Linked DNA regions of Pan troglodytes: region 1 is linked to region 2. A link is a contact called in public HiChIP or PLAC-seq data. All regions are on one chromosome and are shown on one strand. Each heading gives the region's core, a stretch centred on a gene start, on an enhancer-like site or on the middle of the called end of the contact. The rest is flanking DNA. Distances are from core to core; before and after follow the strand shown. Region 1 holds the start of CCDC25 (coiled-coil domain containing 25). Region 2 holds the start of CLU (clusterin).

What was found. HiChIP or PLAC-seq counts read pairs in DNA pulled down with a chosen protein or histone mark.
Region 1: a contact with region 2 is called in an H3K4me3 HiChIP or PLAC-seq map of stem cell-derived excitatory neurons, with 5 times the contacts expected there. The contact joins the promoter of CCDC25 here to the promoter of CLU in region 2. A contact is called at or near these places in 3 of 7 Hi-C or Micro-C datasets (induced pluripotent stem cells and stem cell-derived neural progenitor cells), 1 of 1 datasets of contacts at active chromatin or transcription factors (stem cell-derived excitatory neurons) and 1 of 1 other capture datasets (stem cell-derived neural stem cells).

What each region holds. Positions count from the first base shown.
Region 1 is chr7:36,121,904-36,127,750 of NHGRI_mPanTro3-v2.0_pri, reverse strand. CCDC25 (coiled-coil domain containing 25) reads left to right here and starts at 4,259. Exons shown (of 8, transcript XM_063816969.1): 1 at 4,259-4,397. ESCO2 (establishment of sister chromatid cohesion N-acetyltransferase 2) reads right to left here and starts at 4,207. Exons shown (of 14, transcript XR_010159463.1): 1 at 2,294-4,207; 2 at 1,335-1,403; 3 at 1-534. LOC112204240 (U6 spliceosomal RNA) reads right to left here and starts at 3,256; the gene lies at 3,155-3,256.
Region 2 is chr7:35,956,950-35,962,783 of NHGRI_mPanTro3-v2.0_pri, reverse strand. It overlaps CLU (clusterin), which reads left to right and starts at 2,415. Exons shown (of 9, transcript XM_519677.7): 1 at 2,415-2,721. The coding sequence starts at 2,595.

The sequences.
Region 1 (5,847 bases), core at 3,010-5,509, 160 kb before region 2:
CTCAGAACCCGAGGAGCATTGGGATTATTTTCAGCTGAATGACAATTATTTTCTTTCTCCACAATTGGCTTATAGATCACTCGATTTTGCTTGGAATTTCTAGAATTCCTTGACACAGGCTTGATGTGTCTATACTTTGGTTGATACTTAGCAGTTAAACTCTTCTGTGGTTTTTTGTTGTTCTTCTTGGAGCAGACTGGTTTTCCTTGCATTTTTTCTGTCACAATGGGAAAAGATTTATCTTCATCATTAGTTTTTAGACAAGTAGATCTACTCTCTTTTATCAGCTTTCTCTCCAGTGGATTGAGGTACCACTTATTTTGGTTGTAAAAAGATACAGTGGACAGCGCAGATTTAAATGGCGAGCCTTGATTTGCTGATGGCAGTCTATTTATTTCAGTTGTTTTGAGCGCACTTAAAACAAAATGCTCTTGTTGAGAGCAATGCAGGTTTTCTTCATTTTTATCACTGTTTTGATAAAAACAGTGCTTTTTATTAGGTGATGGAAACAGATTTTCAGTGAAGTGTAAAAGGCTATAAAAAGAAACAAAGTCCATTGATAAGATTATTTTGCGTCAAAATGTACGTAAATCTACTGCTAAGTAATAAGCTCTACTTGTAGGTCATATTAAAAACAATACATGTACCTCCATACACACAATTTTCTATTAGTTTAACAGTAGGATTCTCAAATTCTGTCTTTATCAAATAAAACATTCAAATATCTTCCCAAAGAGTTCATGAAAACAAATACTATATACAAAGAAGCTATGATAGACATATATACATGTATGTTTTAAAACCTATTTCTATGTGTTGGCCATATATAAATTATAGCTCATATATTTTGCTCTATTGTCTACAAGCCCCCTATAATAACTGTCTGTAATGAACTGACCCCCCCTGGGGCTTTTCCTGGGTAGAGTAATTAATATCTGAGTACACAGTCTTTCTAGAATTGTTTCCAGACAAGCATCTACTGTATGCAAAACACTATGTAAAATATTATAGGGGAATAGAAAGGAAAAAGGTAATAGCTGATTTGGTATATTTCCTAGCTATAGAAAATAGCTTTCTTCAATGTGCTGCTCCTATGTCAAAAGAAAAAAACAAAAACTAAAAAACAGCTTTGATTCCCTTGAAAAGGACTAAATAATTCATTATGAAAACTTAATGTATTTCCAAGCTGGAATTAGAATATAGGTTATCAGGTTATCACTGTAGCCACAAGGAGTAGGCTAGTGGAAGAACGAAAATTTTAGAAAATAGGAGAGAACAAGAGAGACAAGAAGGTGGATTTTTCTAAGAGTTTCTATTCACAGGCTGAGATTCACCTGTCACACTTCAAAGAATCCTGCTTCCTCTTCCTTGGAGTAAGAGCTGCCATTTTCTTTATTGAATTCCTAAAAGAAATGACAATAACCACATTCATCAAAATATTAAAAATCGCTTTATCAAAATTATACCCCCTTTAATTAGTCTATTTCACACCAAGTTAAAACCCTATTTTCTGGGAGGTCTTCCTCGACATTGCTCTCCTTCCACCCCTCTCAGGGTTACACGCGCTTGTTCTGCTTCCATGGCACCCTATATTGCCCTAATAGTCCATTTAAGACATTTTCTTCTTGTTTCCCCATCTCAACAGCCTTCAATGAAGGCAGAGACCGTCTGTAACTTTTCATCAGAGCCCAGCAGGAAAACGGGTGAAGCACAGTCCTCTGCCATTTTCCTAGCTGATGAGCCCGGAGCAAGCCGTTTGCTTCCCTTTTTATAAAAATCTCTTGAAGTCGTAAGGCTGCTGAAAACAAATGCTAGAATGCACGAGCAGGCGGCTACGTGGCTCGTCAGAGTTCATTTCCTTCCCCTTCCCTGGGATCAGGGAAATTCCCCCCAAAGCAGCACACAAGCGTTATTTCAAAGCTATTAATGAATGAACAAACTGAAAGGCCAGGGTCTCTGGGAATTCAGGTCGAGCTGCGGCTTAAGGGGGAACCCCTCTGGGGCTAAGCGAGGAAAGGTAGGAGAGGAAAGCGTCCCGACCCTGAACCCGGTCAGGGAAACAAACAAACAAACCCTAAACCCAAAACAAGGAAACGCCGGCGTCGGGAAGAGGGAAACCCGGAGCCTGTGAGCGCGGAGAACGAGTCAGTGGCTTCTTCGGTCTCGGGCCTGCGGACCTGCCGAGCGCCGAGCAGAAGCCCTTTCCCCGTGACATTCGCCCCCACGTTCCACAGGGTCTCCCGCTCGCCTCAGCCTTCCACAGCCCCCCGCCTCGGCCTACTCCAGAGGTTACCTGCGCCTCAGAGCCGGGCGAGCTCCCCTCAGCCTAGCCAGCCGCTCCGTGAGCGTCTTCAAATAATCGCGCGCCAGGCTAGGAGGAAGCCGCTGCGTTCCGATTGGCCACGGCTCAGCGCTTCCAGGGGCTGGCTCGGTGATTGGTGGAACACCAGCCCTTGCCCCGCCCACCCTGGTGGCTGTTTCCAAGATTCTCGCGCCCTGGTGAGGTGAAAAATCTCTGAGGGAAACCACGCACCCACAATCCCCTGCAGCACCGCCAGACTCCGTTCCCGGGGCCTTGTTTAGGTGCATTCTGGGAATTGTAGTTCTCGGTCTAGTTGAAGTTGAGATACATTCTGGGGTCACGGGGTAAGAAATTTTTGTAAAATGGCCTCTCCAGCCTGGCGACAGAGCAAGACTCCGTCTCAAAAATACATACATAAATAAATAAAGGCCTCTCCAAGATTCTCGATGCACTTATTTTTCACATTTGAAGCTTCATTGTTAGTTTCACTTTTTTTATTAGTAACTTTAGGTTTCTATTTATTTTATTTTTCAAATTAAAATATAAAACTTAACACCTGCTATGTGCCAGGCATTCTTAGATGCTTTACATGTTTTGTTTCATTTACTTCTCACCACAATCTGTAAGGTATTAATATCTATTGCCATTCCCATTTTACAAATAATACAACGGAGAACCCAAAACAATTGCTATTTACAGAACAGAGCTAAATTCTTACTTTGGAAAACCAGAAAGTTCCTAAAACGGTTATTGTTAGCTATTGTTGCTATCTTTGTGTCACCAGCTCCTGGTACAGTGTTTCTGGCACATTTTTAGTTTCAAATAAGTTTAGAGTTTTATGTTTATTTTTTCAAATTTAATTTTCACAAATTTGTATGTCATCCTTGAGCAGGGGCCATGTTAAAGTTCTCTGTATCATTCCAATTTTAGTATACATGCTGTCAAAGCAAGCACGTAAATAAATTTCGTTAAGTGACGCCCTCAATTTCATAGAATGAAGTCAGTGACAGTGATGTAAGGGTGTCAGTTTAAAAGGAAAAGGCTGAGGCAAAAAAAATGTCACTGAGGCAAAAAAAAGGTAGAGTTTGCTTGAGTTAAAGCGGGGACAGCTGCCCAGAAGATTCCAACCCCCCTCCCCCCACCGCCCTCCACCAGCAGGCTTGGATATGAGCTCTGTCTGGCCTTTGCTACAAGCAGGTTTTTAAAGACGAAGAAGGGGGGCAGGAAGTGGGCTGATACACAACTGTCAAGCATTCTCATTGATGTATAGAAACTACAAGCATCAGTGATTGGCTAGACATTGTTAAACTATAGGGTGTGGGTCATAGTGTCTTGTGTGGCAGTGTTAGGTTAGTAGGTAGCTACTTGTGGCAGAAGCAGGTAGTTTCAGTAGATGAATACATAGCTCAAGGGGGTGGTAGAACATGATGGGGTCTCATTTTAATGCCTCTCCAGACCTAGTAATTTAAAGGGACTCACATTCCTCAGATAAAAGTGCTTTCTCAAGAGAAATAATCAGGGCAAAGCCAAGTGCTGTAGGAGCTTTACATGAATATGATTATTCCTACTTTATAGCAGGAGGACCTCTGAGGTTCAGAGGTTTGGGATGGCAGGCCTTCGATTTAAGCCAGAACAAAGTCCAATCCCCAAGAGACATATTGTCCTGGTGAGTATCAGAAACAACTCGTTTGTGTGCTATGTTCTAAACTCTTGGCGCCCATTAACTCATTTAACCCTAAAAAATATCCCGTGAGTTAGCTGCTCTAGTATCATCTTCATTTCGCTGCTGAGGAAAGTGAAGCACAGACAGGTTAACTAATGTGCCCAAGATGCCCAGCCTCTTTCCCTTAACCCACAAATCATTGAACCAAACTCCTTGCCAGTACCCTTCGCCTCGCCAGGATTAAAAATGGCGCCCACGGCCGGCGCTATGACGCGCCCCGACGTCCGCCGGAAGTGCACGGAGGAGTTCCGGGGGCCAGGCGGCCGCCGCGAGTCGGCTATCCGGAGCTTCGTGAGTTGAGCGCTGCTGCTCCGCGGTGGAGTCACCGCACCGCTCCCAGGATCATGGTGTTCTACTTCACCAGCAGCAGCGGTGAGTGGGCGCCACGTCCTCCTAGACCCTGCTGGACAGCGGGCTCCGAAGCCGGGACCCGCAGTCCGCCGCTGCGCCTGACCCTCGCTCTAAAATGCCTCCTGGATGCGAGTGCCTCTTCCCGCGGCCTCTCGGTCCCCCAGCACATCCGTCCCTCCCACGGCTGCAGGATTTCCCCCCGCGTCCCCTCGTCATGGCGTGGGGGGCGCGGAGGGGCGATGCCACTGCTATATTTGTATCGGGGAGTTCTCGTCCCCCAATCGGAAAGACGTCCCGTCACTCCCTGGGATTGGGCAGAGCCTGTGGGCTCCTCCACACACCTTATCCCAAGTCTTCTTCCCACCTTCCATCTGCGGCCTTTGTTCTGGCTGCACCCTGGTAATTATCCCCTGTGAGAAAGGAGACACCTGCTAACAACTTTTTCTTAAGGGAAGTGCGACTTAACCTTTCAGGAAGGGGTTGTAGGGTCTGGGATGCAACAGAAAACAATAAAAAGACCCTGGAATGTCCACCCAGCCACTCCCCTGGCAGTTGATGTCCCAGATCTCAGAAGTGACCTATGGTAATACTTCTGACTTATCTTTGACAGATAAGGAAAGGGTGCCCTTCGTTCCCAGGAAATGCCGTGTCCCGACTTGGTTTCGTTCTGTTCCTGTTATTCCCCTTTCCTAAAATCAAGCCCCAGCTAATTCCCTTAAGACAGTTTTGGCCCATCTTTTCCAAGATGCCTTTCCTGATGCTAGCTCCTACCCCAAGATTGCTTAGCTATTCCTTTCCTGGGACCCACTTAACGTTCCAAGTATGCCTTTGGCATTGCACTTATCAAATGGTATTAAATGGTGTCTGCTTGAGCTAGAGTGTAAGTCCCTTGAGGGCGTGGACAGGATCTCTTTACAGTAGTCCCTACTTGTCCTGTATTTCGCTTTCCGTGGTCACATCACAAGAAGAAAAGGAGTGAGTACAGTACAATAAGATTTTGAGAGGGAGAGAGAGAGCAGAGTCACCTAACTTTTATTACAGTACGTTGTTATAATCGTCCTATTTTATTATTAGTTGTTGTCGATAATCTCTTACTCCACCGAATTGATACATTAACTTTATCATAGGTATACATGTATAGGGAATACCAGTAGCCATGCGTCCCTTAATGACAAGAATACATTCTGAGAAATGCTCCATTAGGCGGTTTCGTTGTTGTAGCAACACGGTAGAGTATACTTAAACCTGTGGTGTAGCCTACCACAAATGTAGGCTGTACAGTATACCGTTGCTCCTAGGGTACAAACTTGTACAGCACGTTGCTGTACTGAATGGCTGTAGGCAATGGTAACGCAATGGTGTTTGTGTATTTAAACGGGTCTCAACGTAGAAAAAGTGAGTTGCACCACACTGTTATGATGGCTACCAGGTCATCAGGCAATAGTGATCAGAATTTTTCAGCTTCGTTATA
Region 2 (5,834 bases), core at 1,166-3,665:
TTTACTCATCCCTCCCTGGCCCTCCCCATGGCCCTGACTCTCCAAGAAAATAAATCAAGCTAATGCCCCAAACCCAGCTGTGTAAGTCCATGATGGGAGACAGAGGATCAAACAGCAGCACCTGCCAAGAAGATGATGCATTCTCTATGAATCAGCCCAGTGACTCAGCATCTGATAAAGCTTATTTGGAGTGTTTAGGGCAAGGGAAGGGGTGGTCCTGTTCTGCTTTGTGTGCTCAGGCCCTCCGGCATTGGCTGGTCCAAGGCTCCCCACTGGCATTGGCTGGTCCAGGGCTGGGCCAAGAGTTTCAAGAGAGATGAGGTCCAGAATGTCAAAGGGCTGGGGAAAAGTCTGCAAACCACGGCAAGGCAAGGAGCTGCAAGCCTGGAGGTCACTGGGAAAAGCAGACTACGTTGCCTTCAAATATCAGAAGGGGCACTATGGGAGAGATAGGCTGGATTTTCCCTGTGTGGCTCCAGAGGGCAGAACTGGGCTCCGGATTGGCCCATACACGAGCCAGACTGTGACTCAACCAAAGAAGGCCCTAACTTTATCAACAGCTTTACTAGATAAATGGTTGCATGGCAGGTAGTGAGCTCCCTGTTATTGGTGGCATTCAAACATGGGCAGGATGACCACCTGGTGCAGATGCTGGGGATGGGGTAGGAATCAAGCAGTGTGCGAGTCCTGAACCAATCATCGTCTATGATCTACTTAGAATATTAAACATCTGGTGATGCATTTATGGCGCTTTCAAAATTTACACTTTTCTTTCCTCCAAGTTTGACCTTCTGAACCTTGTTTGCTTAGTAATGGGAATAATCAAGTAATTATTCCCAAGGGATCACAGTCATGACTGTGAATCTGTGAATCCTGCTATTTTCTCCCAAATCCTTTCTTCCTCTCTTCCCTTCCCCTAATTCAGCTGGCTAAGGCAGATCTCACTGACTGACCTCCGAAGTCTAATTTTTAAAAATATAACTAGATTTATGCCTTCTGTTCCGGATGCTGAGGGAGCTACAGAACAGAAAAGTTACAAAGAGCGAGTTCAAAAACAATTCTTCTAACCTCAGGTATTGATAAGGAGCAGGCACTGATAAGGAGCAGGCACTGTCCACAGAAAATGTAGCTGTTACTGATAATTAGACTTTTTTTTTAAGAAAAATAAAGTGTAGCCTCTTCTGGGGCATTTTTTTCTTCTTCTGGGTTAATGACCTTCTAATACTTGGCTTGGCTCTACGTTAGGTTGCAGGGAGCCGTGGAGATGATCCATTCCCGATTCCTCATCGTCCAGATGGAAGAAACTGAGGCTCAAGGGCAAAGTGATTGGTCCGAGGTCACCCAGTGTCTAGGGGCACACCTAGGACTGTAATCAGACTTTCATGGACCTGGTCTGGGTTCTCCCACTTCCTCATGGGCCTTGAAGATTCCCCCAGGCTGCCTCCTGGAAAGGACTGGGGTCCTAGTGCCCCCTGGACGTTGGGCAAGCAAGGGACTGGGCCTCCATGTTGTGCCTCCATAGTCCTGATCCTGAACTGGAAAACTCAGCCCCTGACCATGCAGCTCTCCTTTAAGCCCCTTTGTTTCACATGGTTTTCAAAGTCTGCCACCCACAGTGGGACTGCCTGTACCCGCCCTGTCCACCCATTGCCCCAACTGTCAGCCCCTTGACTTCTCTCCTGGGGCTTAAACATCCCTGGCTCCAAAATGGGCAGCTCAGTTTCTTCCCCAAGAAGTAGCTGCACCTCCAGGGTTCCTGGACTTCCCCCTCCTTGCCAGGGGGTGGGGTGGCTGCGACAGGAGATTCTCCCTGCTCTCAGCAGAAGGAACTCCAGCAGTTGGAGACCAGCAAACCCCTCTGGACACAGATCTGATTTCCTAACTGGGAAGGCTCAGGGCAAAATAAAAATTCAGGGCCACTGGCTCAAAAACTATGAAGAATTTCAAGACCGTCACAGTAGCCCATTAAACCAAACGTGGATCTGCAAGGGTCCCACACCCATGAAGCCCACCCTGTTTGGCTGGGTTCCAAGAAGATGGGGACAGTGATTGCTTAAGCTCTGTGGATCAAGGAGCCCGGAGAGGCCTTCTGGCTCTCCACATATCTGCTCTGATCACTCCTAAACACAATTCTGTTTCCTCCAGGCCTGGCGGGTCAGTCCAGGGACCCCCATCAGTGTGATGTTTCCAGGAGTAGGGGTTTCAATACTTCCTGTGCTTTCTTCTCCAGCACAAGGCCCCTCTCCATCCCACCCTCATTATGTCTGACTCTTTACTATTTAAATGGGTCAAGAGAAGTGGCGCTTGTGTAACGTGAAGGTTAAGGTCAGTAGGGCCAGGGAACTGTGAGATTGTGTCTTGGACTGGGAGAGACAGCCGGGCTAACCGCGTGAGAGGGGCTCCCACGCGAGTTCAGGCTCTTCCCTACTGGAAGCGCCGAGCGGCCGCACCTCAGGGTCTCTCCTGGAGCCAGCACAGCTATTCGTGGTGATGATGCGCCCCCCGGCGCCCCCAGCCCGGTGCTGCACCGGCCCCCACCTCCCGGCTTCCAGAAAGCTCCCCTTGCTTTCCGCGGCATTCTTTGGGCGTGAGTCATGCAGGTTTGCAGCCAGCCCCAAAGGGGGTGTGTGCGCGAGCAGAGCGCTATAAATACGGCGCCTCCCAGTGCTCACAACGCGGCGTCGCCAGGAGGAGCGCGCGGGCACAGGGTGCCGCTGACCGGTGAGATGTCCCCGTCTTCCCTACCCTTGAGCAGAGCCACATCAGGACGGATGGGCGGGGAGGGGATGGCAGCCAGGCAGAGAGGGATGACACAGCTCGCAGTCACAACCCCTGCGCTTTCGACGGAGCCCAGGAAGCCAGGGAGGGGAGGTGGCCGGAGCCCCATCACCAGGCAGCTGAGCCAGGGGCCCCGGCGCAACCGCCGCCTGAGAGCACGAGCTCCAACCACAATTCTGTGGTGGGGGGGTAAATAGAACAGATATAATGATCATCCTTTCGCAAAGATGGGGAAACTGAGACCTGGAGACCTGCCGCGTTGCGGGAGACCCAGGCTAGCAGGTGACGGAGCTGGCCTGCACGGAGCTCCTTCCTGCAGCATATCCTCTGCGAAGATGCGGATCTCTCAGTTGTGGCTGTCGGCTTGCATGCATGAGTCATCTAGTTTTCTTCTAAATTCTCTAGCTCTCTGGACACTGTGCCTGTAAGTATGAGGCTGCGGATTTCAGTATATGCTGCAACCACCGAAATCCGACTTTTTCTGCCTCCTAATGCATCTGAGGTGCATCAGAGAAAAGTCACACAATATCCACCAGGCCCCAGACTTCTGATTCCACGGTCTCATTTTACAGATGATAATCTGAGGCCTGGAGAGGTTTAGGACTGGTGCCAACACTAAACAGCAAATAAGTATCAGAATTGGGATTAGAGCCAAAGCTTCTTGACCTTCCAGAATTTCTGGACCTAGTTAAAAAAAAATATGATTTTTATTATTTTTTTTTAAACGGAGAGGTTAGGAATTTAAAGGAAAGTACAGATACTATATAAAAAAAGATGCCCATGAGAATGTTGTTATAATAATAGTGGGGCATTGGGCACAACTGAAATGGCCAATCTTGTGAGAATGGTAAAATAAACTTGGGTCCGTGAGAAAGTGGAGTATTACATAGCCACAAAAGTATGCCCTTAAAGAATATTTGAAGATGGTGAATGTGAAGGATCTTGTATAAACTGCATGGAAGACAGAAGGAAATATACCACGGTGCTAACATTTGCCTCTGGGTGATATGAATTACCGGTGATTATTTTTCTTATTTTCCTTTTGGTTTAGTTTTCTCCATTTGAAGAAGCAGATAGGAGCCGGGGCTTTGGGATTGAAACCCTCACCATCTGTGTGCCCTCTTCACTGTCTTCCCATCCTCCCTATGGCTCCCTTTTCACAGTCATTGATTTTCTTTCTTTCTTTTCTCCTTTTTTTTTTTTTTTTCCTGAGACCAAGTCTCACTCTGTTGCCCAGGCTGGAGTACAGTAGCACCATCTCGGCTCACTGCAACCTCCGCCATCCGGGTTCAAGCAGTTCTCATGCCTCAGCCTCCGAGTAGCTGGGACTACAAGCGCATGCTGCTACATCCGGCTAATTTTTGTATTTTTAGTAGAGACATGGTTTCACCACCTTGGCCAGGCTGGTCTCGAACTCCTGATCTCAAGTAATCCGCCTGTCTTGGCCTCCCAAAGTGCTGGGATGACAGGTGTGGATCACTGCGCCCTGCCAGGTCATTGATTTTCTTAAGCCTCCAGCCCTGCCCTGCTTGGAAACGTTTTGGGAAGCTGCTCAGTTCAAAGTTCCCAGGAGGGTGTGCCTGGAGGGGAGTTGCTCTCAAAGTCTGCCTGCTCCCCCCGCCCCCCCTGCCCCCCGCCCCCGCCATCTTCTCCTCCTCCTCTTCCCCTGAGCAGCCCCTTTGTCCACAGAACCGGCCTTTTCTGGTAGAAGGAGCAAGGCCAGGTGGTTTAAGCCTTCTTAGGGAGAATGAGGCTGTGTGGTAGTGCTGGGGACTCGAGGGCCTTGGCCTTGGCATGGCTCTTCCACCCAGGGCAGCTGGCAGCCAGGCTCCCAGGAGGCAGAGGAGATGAGGGGGGAGGTGAGTCCGAGCAAAGGAAAGGAGGTCGGCTGTGCAGTCACAGTTCTAGAACATTCCTTGGATCAGCAGCATCCATATCACCTGCAGACTGGCTGGAAAAGCAGTCTCAGAACCAACATTATAACCAGCCCTGCAGTGATTCATAAGTACTTTAAAAAATGGTCAATCATTTCAGCAAAGCAGAGCCACACAGTCCGGGGGACCACAGGTGGCCTCTGTGGGATTGTCTCAGTTTTCCTGCCCCTCTCCAGACATGTTGATTAGACACTGCCAATGCCCAGCCTCAGACCTCAGTCTAATTTGGAAGTAGTCAGAATTTACTATGATTACATAAGACCCTCGTGTTTACAGAACACATTCCCCTCTCTGAGGTCTGGATTAGATCCATTTTACAGATGAAGAAACTGAGGCTCAGATATTTAAGTGACTTGGAATCAACGAAAGAATACTGGCCTAGGGGTCGGGAGGGCTGGGCTCTCATCCCAGGGTTACCATGAGCATGCTGTGGACCCTAGGGAGTCCCATGCCCTCTCTGGGCTTCAGCCTCACCGTTAGGGTAGAGGGGTTGGGTGAGAGAACGACCCCCTTCCCAGGTCTGAGCTGGATGGCTCACCAGGGACCCCAGGCTCCCCGGAGCAGACTGTGTGCCCGCTGATTCTGGAATTCCTTTCCTGTATCTTGCCTTTGGCTGCCCCGTTCTTCACGGCCCAACACCCTGTCTTCTGGTCAGAACCTAGTTCTGAATGGGTTTTTCCAGAAGTTGTTGCTTTCAGGGGCCCCTGGCAGAGAGGTGTTTCTGGCTGGCTTTGTCTCTCTGGCATGACAAAGGCTCTGTTCCTGCTGGAGGTATTTCAGGGCTCAGTGGGCAGCTGGGGCAGAGCCCGTGAGACCACAGCCTTCCTGGTGAGCCCGGTCTCCGCCACCCACCCCATCTCTGGGGAAGGCGCTGACCCCATCTCTTCTCCCACGCTGCTCCCTGGCTCTTTGCGCCTGATTACTTTTCATGAGAGGCACTCCTTGTTAATGTGCTACTGAGTGTCCAGATGGGCCTGCTGGGCTGAGCGGGCTTTGGATGTGAACCATTTCAGGAAGGTGAACCCCATCGTCCTGTTGGTTCTGTGATGGGAAATGGGTGAGCTCAGATAAGCAGTTCTTCGGAGGGGGATGGTGGGGGTGGAGTGCAGGGGGAAGGGTTTC